Linked DNA regions of Mus musculus: region 2 is linked to region 1. The links are chromatin contacts, called in public HiChIP or PLAC-seq maps. All regions are on one chromosome and are shown on one strand. Each heading gives the region's core, a stretch centred on a gene start, on an enhancer-like site or on the middle of the called end of the contact. The rest is flanking DNA. Distances are from core to core; before and after follow the strand shown.

What was found. HiChIP or PLAC-seq counts read pairs in DNA pulled down with a chosen protein or histone mark.
Region 2: an HNF4G HiChIP or PLAC-seq map of pancreatic cancer cells shows a contact between it and region 1. The contact joins two enhancer-like sites. A contact is called at or near these places in 8 of 39 promoter capture datasets (the HPC-7 cell line, HPC-7-derived erythroid cells, cranial neural crest and 5 more) and 3 of 115 datasets of contacts at active chromatin or transcription factors (embryonic stem cells, oligodendrocyte precursor cells and pancreatic cancer cells).

The regions. Positions count from the first base shown.
Region 1 is chr3:104,942,334-104,947,674 of GRCm38.p6, forward strand. It overlaps Wnt2b (wingless-type MMTV integration site family, member 2B), which reads right to left. Exons shown (of 5, transcript NM_009520.3): 5 at 2,472-4,867. The coding sequence ends at 4,638. It also overlaps a transcript of St7l not described here. Among named protein-coding and RNA genes, the nearest start is that of Wnt2b, 17 kb to the right of the region's middle. Within about 2 kb of position 2,783, at least 38 of the 459 cell types and tissues checked have an H3K27ac peak or open chromatin away from gene starts, as enhancers often do. A contact at or near this core is called in pancreatic cancer cells, where this site is marked.
Region 2 is chr3:105,038,110-105,043,495 of GRCm38.p6, forward strand. It overlaps Cttnbp2nl (CTTNBP2 N-terminal like), which reads right to left. Exons shown (of 6, transcript NM_001163332.1): 2 at 756-878. Among named protein-coding and RNA genes, the nearest start is that of Cttnbp2nl, 12 kb to the right of the region's middle. Within about 2 kb of position 3,297, at least 52 of the 459 cell types and tissues checked have an H3K27ac peak or open chromatin away from gene starts, as enhancers often do. A contact at or near this core is called in pancreatic cancer cells, where this site is marked.

The sequences.
Region 1 (5,341 bases), core at 1,533-4,032:
AGGGCTACACAGAGAAACCCTGTCTCGGGGGGGGGGGGGGGGGGAGTTGAAACTGTGGCTTGGCTTTTCTGTTTGGCCATAGTTGCTTACAGGGGCTGATAGTGTTGACAAAATGGAACCAGAATTCTGCCTTCTTGATTAAAAAACTCCTATGTCCAGCTGTTCTGTCAGTAGATTCATGGGCAAAATGGAAGTGAATAACAACAAAAGATACTCAACAACAAAAGAGTTAGGGAGCAAAGCAGAGAATATTCGTCTTTCAAATCCTGGGTGAGTGCCGCATCCTAAGTGAGTGGCTGCAGCAGTGCCCAGTGATACCCAGGCATGGAAGGAGGGGAACTTCAGATCTGTTAGCTGAAACCTGTCAATCATCCAAAGATAAAGACCACTCCCGACAGGTCAGCAACTGGGCCGCATTCAGCCTTGTCAAGCACTGCTTGTTCTTCCAGCACCCCTCTTAGGATCACTCCTGGAACCAAAGGTGTCCTGCTTTCTGGTCTGTTAAGAGTGTAAAACAGCAGATGATAAAAAGCAAGCCCAGTGACGGTGCATACCTCGGGGCAGGTCCAGGAGGCTGGCCAGTCACTCAGAACACATAGGATGCACTTCTCCCTGTCCTCAGTGCAGACCAGGTTTGAGAAGTTACCCGGCCTCAGCCACTCTGCTTGGGTGGTAATTCTCCACCCTTGATCTCTTCTCCATGCCCTTTCTGTGTCCTTCCTCTACCACCTCCCAGGGGAGTACCAATTCCCAAAGCAAACACTGCATGCATGTTGATAATGTAGTTTTGAAACATTCCTTGCTTGTAGCTGACCCTGTTGTTGGTGTGACTTCTGGAGGATCTAGCTGCTTATTTTAATTGTTGGGAGAGGTGAGATTATTATAATCCCCATACAACCCAAAAAATGCTGTGGGAGTCTGTTTTGAGTCCACCTTCTGCACATGGGTCCATGTGTGTCCTCAGAGTTATGCTCAGGCTGACAGGAAGGGCAAAGAGTAAAAAAGAAGCATGCCTTTCTTATATTCCAACACTGCTTCGGAGGTGCCCAGCCCCCGCAGTACAGGCAGTTCCCAAGTGGAAGGTGGGGGCAGAGGCCTCCAGCAAGGCCATCAATAACCAGGTGTGTAATGTGAAGCTCGCTGTATTTCATTTCTGCACCCAGGGCCAGCTCTGCAGGGTTGCTTATGGAGCGCTCTGTGTCTGGCACCTCTCTCCACCAGACCCAGGCGCCCAGGGCCCACCGACCTGCCCAGGAATGCACTGCATTGTTCTCTGCTGCTGTAATTTGGCTGCAGGAGCTAAGCAGAATGCCTCCCAGGGATGAGAAACACTCTCCCTGGCCGCGTCCCTTATCCCCAGCTAGCTTGGGCTTCTGCCCTATGACCACTGAGGGCATTTAAATACAAATTTTAGAAAGGTGGGGTGGGGGCGGGAAATCCTGATTATCTGTCTTCTATTAAGCCATGCAGAGACTTATGTCCTGAGTGGGTCTAAGAATTTGGCAAGAGACCTGATGGTTGGTGTTCTCGATAAGGGATGCAAGAGAAAGGGGAAGATAGTTTCCTACAGCAGAGAGGAAGAGAGATGAAGCCTGGAGTGCTCATAAGTTAAATCTCCAAAGCTTTGCACACAGACCCTCAGGACAGTATTTTCTTCTTTTAATCTGAAGTACACTAATGAAGAGCGTGCTCTGATGCCATTGTTCAGAGCTGAAAACTGAAAGCTTCTTTTCTATAGTGCTGAGTTATGGGGTATGGCCAACATTCTTTCTTCCTGTTTGTTTGAGACAGGGTCTTACTCTGCTCTTAAACTAACATGGAACTCACTGCTCATAAACACAGCTATCCTCCTGCATCAGCCTCCCAGAGTGTTGGGATTACAACCATAAGCCATCACCCTGGCTCTTCTATTTAAAAGAAACTGCCTGCAGGCTGTGCAGCCACTTCTCCGAAAAGATCCTATTATCCCTAAAGGATAGAAACAGTACCTTTTAAGTTCACTTTGTATCCAAATAGCTCCTATTGAAATACACTGTCCTAAATGTTTATCAAAAGATAAATGAAGTAAGGGCCAACACGAGAGAAAGGAACTGAGGAAGGAGGTTAAGACACCGCTGGTGGGCAACAAACCTCTACCATCTAGAGACAGAAGAGGAGGCCTTCAGAGCAGACAAGGAGTAGGTAGCAACAGAATTCTGTGGAGTCCCGGCACGGAATAAAGTTCTTGTTTTGTTGCTTGTTCCAAATAAATCAGTTTGTTTGTATAGCGCAGAATGAGCGCCAGTTGTCTAAAGCCAGTTGGAATGCAGAGACAAGCTAAGTTCGGAGGAAAAACTAATTGCTTGGCCACCATTCCTTCTTGGGGCCACACAGCTTCCGTAGCAGGACTCGGATATCTTTTCTCTCACATAAACACCTCACTTTACAAACTTCTCACTCCCTGGACAGCTATTTCTCTCTGAGCCATTTATAAGTGGTTGTATATCTTTATCAGCTAGAATTTGGAGCCCAGGCAAAGGCATGGAGTAATATGAGATGTCACAGATGTCTGCCACAGCTAAGAACCCAAACTCAAAGAGAATACAGCACAAGTAGATTTACCTCAGGCTGGCTCCCCAGTGAAGGCCAATGCCATCACTGATACCGTAACTTGGATGTTCTCGCCCCTGCCCCAAAACTCCTCTCTTCCAAGAGAAGTCCCTCTTCCCCTCCGCCCCCCTCCGTGACCCCACCACTGGCTCATCAGTTATCCCGTTGACTCTACTCTGCGAGGAAGACATTCCCTCCGCCTGACTCACTCAGTCCCGTTTCTCCAGTCATCCCCTCACCACAGACCACAAGGGCCCTGACTAGCTCATGTTTTGTGTTAATGGATGTGAAACCGGAGCAAATCCCCTCACCAAAAGAAAAACCATACTAAACTCTCCCACACAGGTCTCAGCAGGTTACACAAATATTAGTCCTATCATCCAAATAAATCTGCCTCTGTGGCCAGAGCTGTGCCCCCCCACCCCACCCCACCCCAGCCTCCTGCTGCCTGGGCAGAAAGAGGTTGCTCCACAAACATCTGAGAGTACGATTGGATGAAGAGGAACCTGAGAAGAGAGAGAGGAGCTATATCCAGAATTCCTTGTGAAAGCCTTTGAATCTAGTCTGTTGTCTGCCCAGACAGCCCTAAATCAGAAGGTCCCAGAGAAGCAGGAAGTACTTGACCAGTGAGAGTGTTGATGACGTCTATCAGTCGGCTAGAGTTTGGGGCACAGTTAGATCTCAGTTTCACCCTCACTTTACAGATAAGAAAATGGGAGAGGAGAATTTAAAGACCCTGCTGAAAATAAAAAATAGAGAGTAAATAGCTGGGATTAGACCTAAGTCTAACTGTGGATTTCTATACTATTTCTGTTTATCAATAGGGAAGAAGATGACCATTGTCGAGGTCACATAAAACTAGACCATCAAGGTTTGGAACCCCCATGTCACTGTGCCTGCTCTCTTTGAAGGCTCCACTCCTGTGTACCCTCGTTAGGCAACGGTCAGTAGCACAGAGAGAACCTTCCCTGTTTAAGTCGATCGTGGAACGTGCAGTAGTTAACAGTTGGACCTGGTGAATCACAAAATAAAGATTTGCTGGGTAAATGAGAAAGGCCTTATAGGATGTTTGCCACCTCGGCTCCAGCACCAGCTCTCTCTCTATAGCTGCTGCCTTTTGTTCCTACTTCAAAGCTGAAGATCCTCAAGAACTAGCAAAATGCGAGATCTCTGCCTTCCTAGTATACACTGATCCTCATGGAACCCCTGAGATCAGGTGCGCTCACCCTTCCCATGAGTTACCTCCCTTCCTACCGAATCTCCGGAATAGTGGATGTGGGGGAAGTCCCAAGGCCTAGCCAGGCTTTCTATGTCATTCTCTCACAATCCTGTTCCGGGCCTCTAATGGCCTGGTAAGAATTTGACCCACTGCAAGCTGCCTCACTCTGAACAGGCAGCCAGTGAGCAGGCTGCTGCTGTGTGATGTAGGTGGAAAGGGAGGCACAGAGAATGTGTATCTGTAGAGCATTGTGATTTTCCTCCTCACCAAACCACTACTTTATAAGCTGCGTAGAAGCATGATGTGGAGCCTTGTTCAATGTGGCTAACCCATCTAGCTATCTCAGGGTCTCAGCAGAATACTATGGCCTAAGATTGTCTGCCCGTACTGTCTCCAGCAAAGGGACAGGCAGTTTTATCTCTGTCCTATCCTCAGGCAGAGTAGCATCAAACACGGAAGCTACCTCCAGGTTCCCTTCCTGTTGCATACCCAAAGAGGATCAGAAGTCAGTGCAAGCAAAGGGGAGGATGAGCCTTGACTTAGTGCAACTCAAATCACTCTGAAGACAGACCTCTCCTACTCTCCCTTCAAACCTCCAGATGGACCATCAGGGAGTCACTCAGCCTCCTAAATCCATCCCCTATCAACACGTCCCTAGGGCTAAGGAACCAGGCGGCCGGGACATTGGGGTCCCTCCGGATCACTCTCCAGGTCCGTGACAGAAGCCATAGCAGCCCAGGATTGAGGGTAGAGGAAGGTGCGCATGCAAGGGTCTTGTGCTTTTGAGTCAGAGGCTTGAAGTGGAGGGAAGAATGAGGTTTCTGTGTGTTCAGGTCTGGTCCAGCCACTCTGCCTTCTTAGGGGCCTTGCATGTGTGGACATCCACAGTGTTTCTGCACTCCTTGCACCGCACAGCACAGCACCAGTGGAATTTGCACTCACACTGGGTGACGCGGGTGACCCGAGTTGTGTCATACCCTCGGCCACAACACATGATTTCACACCCATCTGTTCCTTTAGAAGTCTTGCTGCAGACGCGGCCTGCGGTACCTAGGGAACCTGAGTCAGGGAAGAGAGGTGAGAAACAAGTCACTTTTGTTTATGCCACTCTGGGTACCCTTACACCCCCTTATTTTTTTCTTAAGATTTATTTATTTATTATATGTAAGTACACTGTTGCTGTTTTCAGACACACCAGAAGAGGACATCTAATCTCATTACAGATGGTTGTGAGCCACCATGTGGTTGCTGGGATTTGAACTCAGGACCTTCAAAAGAGCAGTCAGTGCTCTTAATCACTGAGGCATCTCTCCAGTCCACCCTTACACTCTTAAGAAGCCATAAAGAACCTCTGTTCCTGAAAATATAACCAAAACGGTCACTCGTTGCCCTCTGACCCAGGTTCCCTTGTTGCCACTATCAAAGCTCCCCAGAGGCACCAGTCCCAGCACCGTCCCTTTCCTGCAGCCCCCACACTGCCATGTCCTCTTCAGAATCTAGCTTGAAAATAGAAGAACTGTAGGTCAGGTGAGG
Region 2 (5,386 bases), core at 2,047-4,546, 96 kb after region 1:
TATCACCTTCAGAGTCACTTACATTAGAAAGCAGTAGCCTACACAAGAAAAAAATTCACTCTTTATCAATGAAACGAAGAACAATACTCTTGGGCTGGAAAGACAGCTTGCTGGGTAGACTGCTTGCTGTGCAAGCATGAGCACCCAAGGTCAGATTCTCAGCACTCACATAAAAAAGTGGGGCTCGGCAGCATGCACCTGCAGCCCCAGTCAGGATTGGAGAGGGAAGAGACAGGCAGACAGATCCCAGAGCCCACTGATCAGCTAATCTATCCAACTAGTGAGGACTAGGTTCAGGGAGACACCATGTCTCAAGAAATACAGTGAAGAACAATAGAGAAAGACATCCTTTGGCCTCTCTGAACATGCATGCACAGGGATATGTATCATACATATCACACACATAAACACACACATACACACATCTTACCTGTACCTGTAAAAATCACTTCTACACACATATTTTAATACCTGGGACATTTTATTAATAATAACGCATTTTTACTTATTGTTTATAATGCTATATAAACAGTATACAGGCAGGGGAAAACCACAGTTGTGTAACTCAAGACCAACATGTTCTAGTAATCTTTCTTCATAGATATTAAAACTTAGCAATTCTTTGCTATTCTATACATTTGAAGGTACTCCTGATGCCCACTGTAATACTTCTTACATAAGACATATCCAAACTCCATTATGATTCAGCATGGCAGTGGTGGTCTTCCTGTGAGTGGTGTAGAGGTGACACTGACCTGATAATTGGTGGCTGCACTTTGGTCCTCAGGTACGAAGTCTTAGAGGTTTCCTTCAGTTAAACTTTTAGAAAGCTGACAGATATTTAAACTGTTGTCGGCATGGTGGGAAAGTGTCCAACACTGCAACACAAGAGAAATTCATTGTCCATGTGTCCATACTATGAGGAACGTGGCAAGTCCCACTGGTGTCACCTAGGGCCACAGCTGCTAAAGCCTGATAACTGTAGGCTGCTATTGACAAGGGGAAACCACCTAGTCCTCGGGCTGAAGCTGAATCTATACATGAAGTACAGGGCTCTGACTTCCCTTCTGCAAGGGGTAATTAGTGAGCGTGAGAGCTACTGAAAATTTTTTTTCATTTTCTTTTAAGACAGAGACTAGAATGACCTTAAACTCAAATGGTGATCCTCCTGCCTTAGTGTCTGATATACAGAAATCTCTTAAGATGTCCAATGCCATTTCAACTTGTCAAGGGCACTAGGCACAAACTTTCCCTCAATTGCCAAAAGCCTGTCTGCAGGAGACATGACTCACACACAATGCCACAACGCCACAATGCACCTCTGAGCATCATCAGAACGAAAGCGTTCTACCTGCCAAATCTGGGTAAGGAAACGTCTGCTCTTACTCCCCAGTAACTGCAAGGAAACAAATCAACATGCGCTCATTTCCACTATTTAGAAGATGGCCAAACACTGCCAACTTCTATTTTTCCCATCACGTCTACACATTAAGTGTTGGCTTATAAACAAATGTTTTTGCTTATATTTTTCCAATAGTATTAAGCTACTATAAAAAAGAAAAGAAAGACAGACACACATACAACCCACAACATGAAAGATGTGAAACTGACGAGAGAAAAAAAGGAGGCATGGGGAAAGAAGTAGGTAGAGGAAAGGGAGAGAGGAGGGCCTGGGGTGTGGAGGATGGGTGGTGTGTGTGTGGGTCATGCTCAGAACACATGTGTGAGAACTGGGAAGGATGAAATAACAAAAACAAAAGGAAAAAGCAAGTAGGGGGCTTTAACTTTATTTCAATTCATTTATCAAGTCAACAGTTAAACTCTGAATCTCCCAATTTAGGGGAGGAAGTGTGGGTCCATCACAGAGTCAAGAGTAAACGACCAACAGCATGCAGGCCAACCACGAAATAAGCAGGTCCGGCAATTCTGCCAGCGCTCGGGCAGAATTATACAGCTCAAGGTTTTCAGGAAAAGGCTGCTCTTAACCCACACTCATTATCAGAGCCATCACTGCCAGGTTTCAGGCACGCCACCACACACAGCAGGCTGTCGACTCCTGTTTTCTGAGTGAGCTGTTACTACTGACAGCATCCATTAAGTGACTTTGAAAGACGGGATCATTCCAACCAGATGCCCAGCTTGCTCCTCCCAGTAGAGCCCTCCAAGACCCTGCTTGGCCCACAGTTTACACCCAGACACTTCTGTGTAAGGAATGCTACAGTCTATAAATCTGAAAGAAAAACCACTTGTGGACAAGCTGTCTGGGTATGTTCTCACTGCCGGCTGGCAGTGCTTTAAACTTTAGAGGTTTCTTTCTTTCCCCCTTTTTGTGTAGCCCTGGCACTCACTCAGAAGACCAGGCTGGCATAGAACTCACAGAGATCTACCTGCCTCTGCCTCCCAAGTGCTGGGATTAAAGGTGTGCCCTACTTCTGCCTGTTCAGTTTTCTTTAAAAAAAAAAAAAAGTACACACACACACACACACACACACACACACAAAATGTCACATGTACTGCAATGCCCTGAAAAACTAAGGCCACATAAAGGGTAAGTATAAGAGGAGACTTTCCCATACGGTATGCAACTCCAGCCAAATTCGTGCTAAGCATGCCATTTAGTCAGTCCCAGCCTCCTCACCCCATTTCTCCACCTGACAGCGGGAGACTGAGAGTCCTTCTTCACTAAACACACATCTCCCGCTTCCACCTCCTTCTCCCTCTGTCCTGTCTGTCTTTTGAGGCAGTTTTACTATGTAGTCTCTGCTGGCCTGGTATAGTCCTGAACTCAGAGAAATCCCCCTGCCTCTGCCTTATGAGTGCATGAAGTCCTCTTTCTTCTTTTTGAGACAGAGTTTTGCTACGTAGCCCAGGTTGGCTTTTAATTTATCTCTTTGCTTCAGTCCCTCAAGTACTGATCCTTATAGGTGTAATCTACCATGCTTGGCCTACCCATGACAACAATCAGAAGTTCTGGGTATCAAGCCGGGATGCACACGCAGGCCACACCCCTCGCCTTATGCACACACCCACACAGCGCCTCCTTAACTACTTTGATGATTTTGCCTGGGAAATGTGTTGCTGTGCCCTGCTCCGTCTCTGACTAACACCCCAGCTCTGCTCCTTCTGGCCCGCACTACACTGTGCAGCTTGCTTCTCCACAAAGCCCGTGCTCTGGAGCTGAAGTGATCCTGTAGGGCAACAGGCATAGCTGTGTTTTCACCACAGAGACAAGGTGGCAAGAAAAGAAAACACCCCAAACTGCTTCTCCAGCCATGTAAGCAATAGGGCAGGGCAGGGCAGGGCAGGGCAGGGCAGGGCAGGGCAGGGCAGGGCGGAGCGCAGGTAGTGTTTGGGTCTAGTATCTGGGTGTGAGTATCTGGGTGCAAGTGAAGGTTTACTAAGTAGTCAGTAATAAGGAACATGTAGGAAAAAAAAAAAATCAACATTTTAGATGAGTCTTAGTTCCTGACAGGGTAGCCTCAAAAACAAAAACAAAAATCCCACTTAAAAAGTCAAGTCAATTAAAAAAAATTCAGTCATTTTACTATGAGATCATTTTATTACACACTCAGATATTGAACTTAAGTAACTCATACTTGGCCTAAAACTGCCTCACAGGCCACTGAGTGAGGTCTTAGAATCAGTAATTAGATATGACCAGAAAGAGAAACTGAAGTTGCTCCAATCATGTAGCCTGACATAAATCTGTATAAGACCAATATGGGTCATAACTTAAAACTCAGAGATAATGCACAAAATAGGTATTTTGACATCTGTTCACAGAACAGTGCATTATCCTAAAAACCCAGTCTATACCTGGGCATGGTAGTGCACACCGACTATCCCAGCTCTGGGAGGTATGAGGCAGGAGGATAAAAAGCTCAAAGCCAGCCTGGACATAAATACCTGGTGGATTCAAGGCCTGCCTGGGTTATATGAGACCTTTACTAAAAACAGAAACAAAGCCCAGAGCCAGACCAAGCCAAACCAAAGAAAGCCAGTATGTGTGAGATAAATAGGGACCACTGTGCTTAAAGCCACCAAGGCTAAATAAATATGGAGACACGTGCACTGTTTCTAGTGAATCCAGGGGCCCCTTCTTAGGTGGAAAGTACTAGACTATCAGAAGATTAAACACTCTCCACCCTGGCACCCCTGGGCTCAGAAGGGCTACTTGCCTGTCTGTGCTAAGACAGTGTCAGCGTTCCACATGGTCCTACCACTCTTGGTTTTGTTTTGTTATTTTGTTTTTTGTTTGGATCAGGCCAGGGAAGAAAACCATGCTAACATGCTGTCACAAAATGATTTTCTGATTTTAAAAAGTAGTTTTTAGCCAAGTGTGCTGGTGCACACCTGCGACCCAGCTTTTGGGAGACTAAGGCTAGGGGAGTTGAGAGGCCAGCTTCACAGCACGGTAGTACTCAGGGGGAATCGCTTCTTACTACTAGTTCCTTAAAAAATCCTAATGTCAAGGTACAAAACACAATTTCATTTGATGGAATTTTAAAATATTAAGTAATATAAACGTAATTAGCGATACTTTAAACCAAGCTTTTCTCAGCTGACGATACTACAAGACTATTGACATTTCTATAATGTATGTCAATGGGCTGTATGACCCCTTACCCCGAGCTCATGTGGAATCTTAATTCCTAGAATTTCAGAATGTGACTGACTCTGAAGACAGACACACAGCCCCCTGCCTCGCCTTCTTTTTTGGCAGTACTGGTGATTGAACCCAGGGCCTTGAACTTGTTAGGCAAGTGCTCTACCCCTGAGCTAACTCCCAGCACCAGAGACTTTTCAGAGGCAATTAAGTTAAAATGAGGTCATTGCACACTGTGCATACAGTGAGAGATGTTGGAGGACTTACTCATGAATGAGATATCTATCAAACTTCTCCCCTCAAGGCTCAGGGATCTACGTGAGAGAGGAGGTGGGAAGGCTGGAGGTGGTAAGGAAACAGGGTCATCTGGATCCAGCAGCCCTGATAAGAACTGTCAGACATGAGAGCACCCTCAAAACCTGCACGGGTTCAAACAAGGCAAGAGTCCATCATGGAGAAAGGGAGCAAGCACAGGAGTGAGAGGTCACACTCCTCCGCAAGGACTCATCCTAACCTTCCCAGCTATTAGCAACGGACACGGGTGGGACAAGGGAAACCGGGCTCCTGTAACCAAGTGTCCCTGGCTACATGACAGGGTAGGCCCAGTGCCTAGAAGTCACCAATGCAAAATGGACTCCATGGTGTTTTTGTTATTTTTCTTATTGAGTTTATTTTTGTTCTGCTTTTCAAGGTTTTGATTCTTATCTTCCTGAGAGACAAGAGAATGAACCAGAAGGTGGATGGTGGTGGTGGTGGGGGCGCGGGAAAGGGAAACAGTAT